Linked DNA regions of Pan troglodytes: region 1 is linked to region 2. The links are chromatin contacts, called in public Hi-C maps. All regions are on one chromosome and are shown on one strand. The core of a region is the stretch at or near the end of the contact, and the rest is flanking DNA. Distances in the headings are between cores, read along the strand shown.

Region 1 (5,164 bases), core at 919-3,418, 42 kb before region 2:
AAACCTGGCAGTGGGGAAGACAGTGAGGTGGAGAGAGTTGTGGAGTGGGCCTGAGGGACTGGGGGCCAGTGCACAGCAGAGAGGTAGGTCCTAGATCCAACTGAGCACCCTGGCTTATATCCACAGTGCTGCCGACAGCTCAGTGATAGGAACACTGCAAGTCTCTGGATTGCTAGGACTCTTCAGTCTTAAGTTAATGTCTGGCTGGGCGTGGTGGCTCATGCCTGTAATCCCACCACTTTGGGAGGCCGAGGCGGGTGGATCACCTGAGCTCAGGAGTTCAAAACCAGCCTGGCCAACATGGTGAAACCCTGTCTCTACTAAAAATACAAAAATTAGCTGGGCATGGTGGTGGGTACCTGTAATCCCAGCTACTCGGGAGGCTGAGGCTGGAGAATCACTTGAACCCGGGAGGCGGAGGTTGCAGTGAGCCGGGATCACACCATTGCACTCCAGCCTGGGCTACAGAGCGAGATTTTTGTCTCAAAAAAAAAAAAAAAGTTAGTTAATGTCAGCTCTAGGGCTTATGTCAGGCCACGTCTTCCTGAAACTGGACTTGCAGTTTAAAATGGGAGATCATCCCCGAATCAGTGCATATTATGCTGGTTGTGCCCTCAACTAGACCTCACCCAGGAGCATGTAGGATTGAATCCTCACTAGGGTTGCACGCTTAGTAAATCCCCATGTCTCTTGCAAAGCTGATAGTTTGGGAAGTCAGGTGACCCATGGAAGCGTGCATGAGTCTGGTGCGCTGCTTTTCTTTTTTGTTGTTGTTTTGAGACGGAGTCTTGCTCCGTCGCCCAGGCTGGAGTGCAGTGGCACAATCTCGGCTCACTGCAAGCTCCGCCTCCTGGGTTCACGCCATTCTCCTGCCTCAGCTTCCTGAGTAGCTGGGACTACAGGCGCCCGCCACCACGCCTGGCTAATTTTTTGTATTTCTTAGTAGAGACAGGGTTTCACCGTGTTAGCCAGGATGGTCTTGATCTCCTGACCTTGTGATCTGCCCGCCTCGGCCTCCCAAAGTGCTGGGATTACAGGTGTGGGCCACCGCGCCGGGCCCGGGCTGGTGCGCTGCTTTTCTATCTGGTTCTTCTTGTTATTCCACTTGTGGTTGGATGGGGAGATATTCCACTTTCCCTTAGGAACTCCTTGTCCCTGCACAGACCATTTTAGCTATTCTGAGCACATCACAAGCATACTCCTCTGGGGTGAGAATATATAGCCTCTGGGCTTTTTCAGAATTGCTCCTTCTGCTACTCTGGAAGCTAACGTGGAATGATTGCTTGAGTCCAGCAGTTCAAGGCCAGCATGGGCAACAAAGCAAGAACCTGTTTCTTTAAAAAAAAAAAAAAAAAAAAAAAGGCAGGGGGAGCAGGCATGGTGGCTTACACCTGTAATCCCAGCACTTTGAGAGGCCGTGGCAGGAGGATCACTTGAAGCCAGAGCTCAAAACCAGCCTGGGCAACTTAGTGAGCCCCCATTTCTACAAAAAATAAAAACAATTAACTGGGCATGGTGGTACACACCTGTAGCCTCAGCTACTCAGGAAGCTGAGATGGGAGGATCCCTTGAGCCCAGGAGTTTGAGACTGCAGTGAGCTATGATGGTGCCACTGGCGCCTGGGTAACAAAGCAAGACCCTGTCTCAAAAAAAAAAAAAAAAAAAAAAAAAAAAAAAAGGAGCTGGGCATAGTGGCATGTGCCTGTAAATGAAAGGCATCATTTCATGCAAGCTCCTCTGAGCCCAGGAGTTCCAGCCTAGCCCAGGCAACAGGGCAAGACCACGTCTCAAAAAAAAAAAAAGTACTCTTTCCACCTAAAATATATTCAGGTCATTTGAGTTCAGTTTGAGTTCAGCTACAAGAATTATGTAGTTGAGTGAGTGTCAGAGCTGGGATTTTCAAATCTGCCCTTACTGGTATGTTGCTTTACACACCCTCTTACGTAAATCAAACAAGGATTCCACCCTGGGAGGTTTGCATAGAGGGCTGTTCTTGTAGAACTTGTGCTCATGCTTTGATTTGGGATTTGGGGAGTTAGGGCAAGCCAGAAAGTTTTTCTGGTGGATAATAATGTGGGTTGACCTTCTTAAGCATTTTAAGCCAAGCACTTGAGTTTCTAACAACTAAAAAGCTAAGTCAGCCTGACACAGCTCTAGCGCGCCCTGGCTTGATTCTGTTCATCCCCAGGGGGAGACTTGCCTTTGTTCCAGTCCTGCTCTCCCAAGCCAGCTTACTGTAGTTTTCCAGCAATTCTGAGAAGCAGTATTTTTTACTGCTGATTAGAACCTTAACATGGAAATGGAAAGTTTGTGTAGCATGTAACATTATTAGAAGGGAAAACATGACTATATGATTAGATACATATTGATTTTATGCAATATGTTTGCATAAAATGTCTCTTCAGTAGTAACTTGGTTAAATTAGTCACATTGACTCAGCATAATTTCTCCCTTGCTAAATCTCAGACTAAAGCAATCAATTTGTTCCTGCAAGAAAGTCTGATGGTAGGCTTTCCTTGTAACTGAGCCCCATAGAAAGAGGAAGCAGCTGCAACAAAGTTGAAAAGGATGCCTGTCACCAAGGTTCTTTTAAGGGAGCCATTGTGTGAAGTTCTACTTGTGAAATTTCTGCAAGTACTGTTTGTTCTCCAAAATCCAGCTTTCCGTTGAAAGTCAATGAAACATCTCTAAAATGCAGATATACCCAGGTTCATTGGGAACACAGTCACCGTGAGTATACATGATTATGTCCTGCTAACCCTATTGGGAAAGAATGCTGGGCTTGGCCCTAGTAAGTAGACTTGGGTTAAAGTTCACCTCCGCCACTAACTAGCTGGGAAGTTCAACTTCCCTGAGCTGAGTTTGTCACGTTAGAGAATATTAATAAATATGAAAATTGTGGAGCAGTCTTAAGTTTAAAAGGAACTTTCATGGACATTAGCTCATTTTGCTGTGCCCACCCTGGGAAGGAAGCAGGACAGGCAGGCAGTGGCATCCCTGTCGTCAAGCAGCCTGAGGACTGCTGTGAGCCTCTGGAGCAAGGCAGGAGTTTGAGGAGGCTCTCAGTCCTTTTGTCCTTTTTTTGAGACAGAGCATCATTCTGTTGCCCAGGCTGGAGTGCAATGGCATGATCTTGGCTCACTGCAACCTCTGTCCCCCACCCCTACCACTGGGTTCAAGCAATTCTTAGGCCTCAGCCTCCTGAGTAGCTGGGACTACAGGATGCACCACCACGCCCAGCTAATTTTGGGGGGGTTTTTTTTTGAGACGAGTTTCACTCTTGTGGTCCAGGCTGGAGTGTAGTTGCGTGATCTCGGCTCACTGCAACCTCTGCCTCCTGGGTTCAAGTGATTCTCCTACCTCAGCCTCCCGAGTAGCTGGGATTACAGGCGCCCACCAACACGCCTGGCTAATTTTTTGTATTTTTAGTAGAGACGGGGTTTTGCCATGTTGGTGGTCTCAAACTCTTGACCTCAGGTGATCCACCCGCCTCGGCCTCACAAAGTGCTGGAATTACAGGTGTGAGCCTGTGTGTCCTTTCTATTGAGGCTTCTCTCCACATTTTCTGATCCTCAGTCTCCTTATTTCCTGTAAGGCTGAGGTCCCAAATCCAGCCTGTGAAAGAGAAATGCCAGCAGAGGCAGCACCCAGCACAGGATCTATTATTGCAGCATGCCCCGTGGTCAGGGACTTCAGTAAAAGCCCACAGACCCTGACTACTTTCTGGCGGACTCTGGAGGAAGGCCTTAACCACAGACAAAAGGACAAGGACAGTGCTGTGGAGGGACTGCTGGCTGCTGCAGCGTGAAGAGAATAGGGAAGGCACTCTACAAAAATAAAAAAGCATAAAATTGGAAAAAATATATACCAAAAACATTTCAAGGTTCTGGACATCAACCAAAGGCAGGCAAATTAAGAAGCATTTATTCTTGAGAAAAAACTGGCTGGGCACGGTAGCTTGCACCTGTAATCTCCCAACACTTTGGGAAGCAAAGTTGGGAAGTTGGCTGGAGGACAGGAGTTCAAGGCCAGCATATGCAACCAAGCAAGACCCTGTCTCTACAAAAAATAATAATGAATAATAAAAAGAGTGGCTCACGCCTGTAATCCCTGCACTTTGGGACGCCTAGGCAGGTGGATCACCTAAGGTCAGGAGTTCGAGACCAGCCTGACCAATCTGGTGAAACCCATGTCTCTACGAAAAATACAAAAAAATTAGCCAGGCATGGTGGCTCATGCCTGTAATCCCAGCAACTTGGGAGGCTGAGACGGGAGAATCGCTTGAACCTGGGAGGCGGAGGTTGCGGTGAGCCAAGATAGCACCACTGCCCTCCAGACTGGGCAACAAGAGCGAAACTTAGTATCAAAAGAAAAGAAAAAGATAAAGAAAAAAAAAGTGCTAGAACGTTTTTTTTTGAGACGGAGTTTTGCTCTTGTTGCCCAGGCTGGAGTGCAATGGCACGATCTCGGCTCACTGCAACGTCTACCTCCCAGGTTCAAGCAATTCTTTTGCCTCAGCCTCCCCAGTAGCTGGGATTACAGGAATGCACCACTGCGGCTAATTTTTTATTTTTAGTAGAGATGGGGTTTCTCCTTGTTGGTCAGGCTGGTCTCAAACTCCCGACCTCAGGTGATCCTCCACCTCGGCCTCCTAAATCGGCCTCCCAAAGTGCTGGGTTTACAGGTGTGAGCCACTGACCCGGGCCGAGAAGTGTACCTTTTTTTTTTTTTAAATGGAGTCTCACTCTGTCGCCCAGGATGGAGTGCAGTGGCGCGATCTCAGCTCACTGCAAGCTCCGCTTCCCGGGTTCACTCCATTCTCCTGCCTCAGCCTCCCGAGTAGCTGGGACTACAGGCGCCTGCCACCATACCTGGCTAATTTTTCTATTTTTAGTAGAGACGGGGTTTCACCATTTTGGTCAGGCTGGTCCCGAACTCCTGACCTTGTGATCCGCCCTCCTCAGCCTCCCAAAGTGCTGGGATTACAGGCGTGAGCCACCGCACCCGGCCTCAAGAAGTGTACTTTTTTATCAGCTAAAAATGGCAAAGTTCTTGAGAAATAAACGGCTTGAGAAAGCCGTTTCTTGAGAAAGAAACCCACAGCTTACTAGCCTGAGATCTCAAGTAGCAGAGTAGCTAGAAATCTAAGAGGAGACTCTGGAAA
Region 2 (5,606 bases), core at 2,225-4,724:
GCCAGCCTGCTGCTCCGAGTGCGGGGCCCGCCAAGCCCACGCCCACCCGGAACTCCAGCTGGCCCGCAAGCGCCAAACGCAGCCCGGGTTCCCGCTTGCGCCTCTCCCTCCACACCTCCCTGCAAGCTGAGGGAGCCGGCTCTGGCCTTGGCCAGCCCAGAAAGGGGCTCCCACAGTGCAGCGGTGGGCTGAAGGGCTCCTCAAGTGCCACCAAAGTAGGAGCCTAGGCAGAGGAGGTGCCGAGAGCGAGCGAGGGCTTGAGGACTGCCAGCACGCTGTCACCTCTCACTAATTTCAAGTACCCAGGGACAGAAACACTGCGGAAGGCCGCAGGGACCTCTGCCTAGGAAAGCCAGGTATTGTCCAAGGTTTCTCCCCATGTGATAGTCTGAAATATGGCCTCGTGGGAGGGAAAGACCTGACCGTCCCCCAGCCCGACACCCGTAAAGGGTCTGTGCTGAGGAGGATTAGTAAAAGAGGAAGGAACGCCTCTTGCAGTTGAGACGAGAGGAAGGCATCTGTCTCCTGCCCGTCCCTGGGCAATGGAATGTCTCAGTATAAAACCCGATTGTATGTTCCATCTACTGAGATAGGGGAAAACCGCCTTAGGGCTGGAGGTGGGACAGGCGGGCAGCAATACTGCTCTTCAAGGCATTGAGATGTTTATGTGTATACATATCTAAAGCACAGCACTTAATTCTTTACCTTATCTATGATGCAGAGACCTTTGTTCACGTGTTTATCTGCTGACCTTCTCTCCACTATTATCCTATGACCCTGCCACATCCCCCTCTCCGAGAAACACCCAAGAATGATCAATAAATACTAAGGGAATTCAGGCCGGCGGGATCCTCCATATGCTGAACGCTGGTCCCCTGGGCCCCCTTATTTCTTTCTCTATATTTTGTCTCTGTGTCTTTTTCTTTTCCAAGTCTCTCGTTCCACCTAACGAGAAACACCCACAGGTGTGGAGGGGCAACCCACCCCTTCAAGTTTCGCTCGTTTGCCCAGGCTGGAGTGCAATGCATGATCTCAGCTCACCGCAAAACCTCCGCCTCCCAGGTTCAAGCGATTCTCCTGCCTCAGCCTCCCGAGTAGCTGGGATTACAGGCATGCACCACTACGCCTGGCTAATTTTGTATTTTTAGTAGAGACAGGGTTTCTCCATGTTGAGGCTGGTCTCGAACTCCTGACCTCAGGTGATCCGCCTGCCTCGGCCTCCCAAAGTGCTGGGATTATAGGTGTGAGCCACCACGCCCGGCTGAACTAAATATTTATGGAACCCTCCTTAATGCAGATGAAAAGGATTAAAGAAACCCACCAAGGTCTTTGTCTTATTTATGGTGAGGGCAGTGGATAAACCGGAAACTCGGAAACCAGCCCAATAATCAAATCTGGTCTCTATCACTTCCCAGTAGTTTAGCCTTGGGCAGAGTTCTTTCACCTGTTTCCTCATGTAAAATGGGGCTAACAGCACCTACTTTTGAGGGCAGATGAGATATTAAATGAGTGCCTAGAGCGAGGACAAGTGCAAAGTGCTCAGTGTCATGGCAACATTGCCAGCCGGCATCCCTGGCCTTGCTTCACGCTGTAGTGCAACACTGACATCTAGTGGCCAGATTATAGGGCTACTGCTTCATCAAGTAAGTTTCAACCAAATATTAATATATCCTTTTTTCATTCTTTATTTTTTTTAGAGACAGTGTCTCCCTCTGTCACCCTGGCTGGAAAACAGTGGGGCAATCACGGCTCACCATAGCCTTGAACTGGGCTCAAGTGATCCTCCTGCTTTGGTCTCCCTAAGTGTTGGGATTACAGGCTTGAACCACCACACCCAGTTCCATTTTCTGTAATGAATACCTCAGCCCTCGACCTATTTCTCAGACCTTTTTTTTTTTTTGAGACAGAGTCTCGCTCTGTCGCCCAGGCTGGAGTGCTATGGTGCGATCTCAGCTCACTGCAACCTTCACCTCCCGGGTTCAAGCAATCCTCCTGCCTTAGCCTCCCAAGTGCTAGGATTACAAGCATGTGCCACCATGTCTGGCTAATTTTTGTATTTTTTGGTAGAGACAGGGTTTCATCATGTTGGCCAGGCTGGTCTCGAACTCCTCACCTCAAGTGATCTACCTGCCTCGGCCTCCCAAAGTGCAGGAATTACAGGTATGAGCCACTGCTCCTGGCCTCTGAGGCTCTTAAGTGCCTCTGTATTGCACACATGTCACTGGAATACTGTTCTTTAATCCTGGGAAGCAACTGCTTTAAAATGAGGGAACACACAGGTACAAAGCACAGGAACTTCCTGGGACGAATTGTTACAATTTCTTTAGCTCTTATGTGAGGCAATTGTTTAAAACCTGACACCTGCCCTGTGAAGTTGGAACTACTGTCCCCAGTTGATAAATAAGGGACATGAAGCTTGGCCACATCCTGTGACTTGCTTGGGGTCACCAGGCTCGAGGGAGGGAGCTGGGCTTTGCAGCCACAGTGTGCTCTAAAGTGGGGCTGCTCACCAACCAGCGACCGGCCTTCTCTCCTGCTGCAGGCTTGGGCTCACTCTGGATGGCCTGCCCTGCCCAGCCCCATGCTGCCCACTAGGGGAATCCGTCAGAGGCTTGCCCTGCTTGGGCAGGAGGACTGTCCAGGTAGACTGGGATGCCCAGAGAGAGCAGTGGACAGAGGCGAGAAGTGCCTGTCATTTCCAGATGCCACCCACTGAGCAGATGCAGAGGAAAGTCCTCAGAAGGCTGATTCCTCCAAAGAGCTTTGATCTGGGTTTCAGCCCCTGGCAAGCTTAGGGAACTTGAGGGATGTCCCTGGGAAAGGAAGACAAGGAGTGGCTTTATGTGCTTTCCTTTGTTCTGAAAGTAGCACCTGCTTGTGACAAATGCAGAATACAGAAATATAGACAATAAAAAATAATAAAACAAAAACCTAGAAATACAGGCAGGCCATGGTGGCTCACACCTGTAATTCCAGCACTTTGGGAGGCTGAGGTGGGATGATTGTTTGAAGCCAGGAGTTTGATACCAGCCTGGGCAACATAGTGAGACCTGGTCTCTACAAAAAATAAAAATTAGCCAGGTGCGCTGATGCAGGCTTGTGGTCCCAGCTACTTGGGAGGCTGAAGTGGGAGGATCACCTGAGCCCAGGAGGTGGAGGTTACAGTGAGTCTTGGTGGTGCCACTGCACTCCAGCCTGGGCGGCAGAGCGAGACCCTGCCTCTCAAAAAACTACAATAAAAACAAACCAAAACTGGGTTTGATGGTCTCACTTCATCGTTAACATAAAGGAAAAACAGTAACACTTGTGTCAGAACTACACTCCTGCCAATGGCAACAACGCAGTTCCTGTTCCACTCGCTGAATGAGGTCACGGGGCGTTCACTCATTGTAGTCTTTGTGACGCTATTGTTGGTGATAGAATGATAAAGTTGATGGTCGATTTTGCAAGATACACCTGAGGTACAGGTGCATGGAGCTCCTGATAATGTGTACTGCGTTACATGATCTGTAAATCGTGGGCTACGCATCCTCTACACCCGACTGGAACACGCTTTGCACCTATGCGCACACGTGTTTCGCGGAGAGTGGTGCTCACCGCTGTGCCAGGCGCTGAATCAGGCTCTGGGGTGCAGCAGTGACCTCGGTGGTCATGTCCCCGCGTCGCCCGGCCACCTCCGCAGAGCAAGCTGAGCAGGGGGCTGGCGGGAGGCCGACGGCGGAGTCCCCTCAACAGAGCGCCGCCAGGGGGCGCGCGAGGCAGGGCGGAGCTGCGTACTTTGTCCGCCCGCGCGGCCCGTCGCCCGCGCCGCGGCGGGAAAATCCGACCTGGCCGCGCACCACCACCCCTTCTCGGCCCTCCTGCGTTTGCCCAGGGTCGGCCCGCAGTGATGGAGGAGGAGGCGGAGACCGAGGAGCAGCAGCGATTCTCTTACCAACAGGTACAGGAAAACGGGGGTCGGGCTGGGCTGGGGCAGGACGGCGTCGAGTTTCCGTACAGAAAAGTACCCGGAAGCCCCCGGCGGCCTCTCATCGGCACCCCGCCTCCGGGCGCCCCCCGCGGCTGCGCATGCGTTGGCTTAACTGCCGCGGGTGGTGCTGGGAGGCGGTTTCCGCGGCAACGCGGCTGGACCCTGGCCTGCGCCGGCTGGGGAGGAAGCGGTTCTAGGGGAGCGCGCGGGCGCCGGGGTCCGGCGGCGAGAGGCCACCTTCTGGCTTTGCGATGAATCCTCGGTTTCCCCTTCTCAGATGGGGTTTTCGTGAGGGTACAACGTCGGCATTAGACACTCCAGGTGACGCCCGTAGCGCGGTGGGCGTTCGGGCCGGAGCTCTGGAACGCTGGCCCTGGAGGCGTCGACCCCTCGTTACTGATGCAGGGACGCGGTGCGGACCAGTCAGGCCCAGAGCTCGTCCTTAGATGTGGGTTCGAATCTCTACCCCGCCAACCTGTGATCGTATCGACTCGGCCCAGATGCAATTTTCTTCTCTGCAAAATCGTCATAAGAATAACCACTTGTCAGGGTAGCTGCGGGCATCCCATTCGTTCCTTTCATCAGCGCCGGGCATATGGGGCGTCAGAGGCTGAGAACGTTGCCGTGAAGAGGCTTAAAAGCAAGACCCGGAGTGGCGACCTTAAAGAGGACGGACTGAAGAAACGCGGGAATGAGCTCCAGACGCGGGAGTTTCCTCTCTACAAAGTTACACTGCAGCAGCTGTCTACCCTGCCCCTTGTATTTTGAGAAGTTCAAACCTTCAGAAAAGTTGCAAGAACATGGTACAGAATGCCCAGATGCCCGTCACCTTGATTCACTACTAGTTAGCATTTTGCTCTGTTTGCTCCCATGCTTCCCTCCCATCCCCGCGATTGGAGAATTAATTGCAGATATTTTGACACTTCGCCTTTACATTTTAATTCTTTAGTACACATCTCCCAAAAACAAGGCATTGGCTGGGCGCGGTGGCTCACGCCTGTAATTCCAGCACTTTGGGAGGCCGAGGTGGGCAGATCACTTGAGGTCAGGAGTTCGAGACCAGACTGGCCAACATGGAAACCCCCTCTCAACTAAAAGTACAAAAATTAGCCGAGTGTGGTGGCGGGTGCCTGTAATCCCAGCTACTCGAGACGTTGAGGCAGGGGAATCGCTTGAACCCGGGAGGCGGAGGTTGCAGTGAGCCGAGATCGCACCATTGCCCTCCAGCCTGGGCGACAGAGCGAGACTCCGCGAGACTCCATCTCAAAAAAAAAAAAAAAAAAAAAAAAAGGCATTCTCCTACTACATCATTTCAATAAATTGTCCCACTCAGGAAGTGGGACAATTAATTTTGATAAAACTCTGTTGAATGTGCATTGTCAAGTGCCGCCACTTGTCCTAAAGATGTTTCTTTTAACCGTCTTTTTTTCCTTCATCCAGGATTCAGTTAAGGATGGTGCATTGCATTTAGTCATCTTTGGTCCTGCCTACCCTGTTTTTTTTGTGGTTGGTTTTTGTTTTTTTTGAAACGGAGTTTCACTCTTGTTGTCCAGGCTGGAGTGCAGTGGCTCCATCTCGGCTCATTGCAACCTCCACCTCCCAGGTTCAGGAGATTCTCCTGCCTCAGCCTCCTGAG

The links. Hi-C and Micro-C count contacts between places; a contact is called where the count stands out from the background.
Region 1: a contact with region 2 is called in a Hi-C map of induced pluripotent stem cells, with 2.1 times the contacts expected there. The contact joins the enhancer-like site here to the promoter of CENPS in region 2. A contact is called at or near these places in 3 of 7 Hi-C or Micro-C datasets (blood, induced pluripotent stem cells and stem cell-derived neural progenitor cells).

Annotation. Positions count from the first base shown.
Region 1 is chr1:221,607,490-221,612,653 of NHGRI_mPanTro3-v2.0_pri, reverse strand. No RefSeq gene overlaps it. Among named protein-coding and RNA genes, the nearest start is that of PGD, 11 kb to the right of the region's middle. Within about 2 kb of position 2,168, at least 11 of the 24 cell types and tissues checked have an H3K27ac peak or open chromatin away from gene starts, as enhancers often do. A contact at or near this core is called in induced pluripotent stem cells and stem cell-derived neural progenitor cells, where this site is marked.
Region 2 is chr1:221,566,080-221,571,685 of NHGRI_mPanTro3-v2.0_pri, reverse strand. CENPS (centromere protein S) reads left to right here and starts at 3,474. Exons shown (of 5, transcript NM_001204892.2): 1 at 3,474-3,940. The coding sequence starts at 3,890.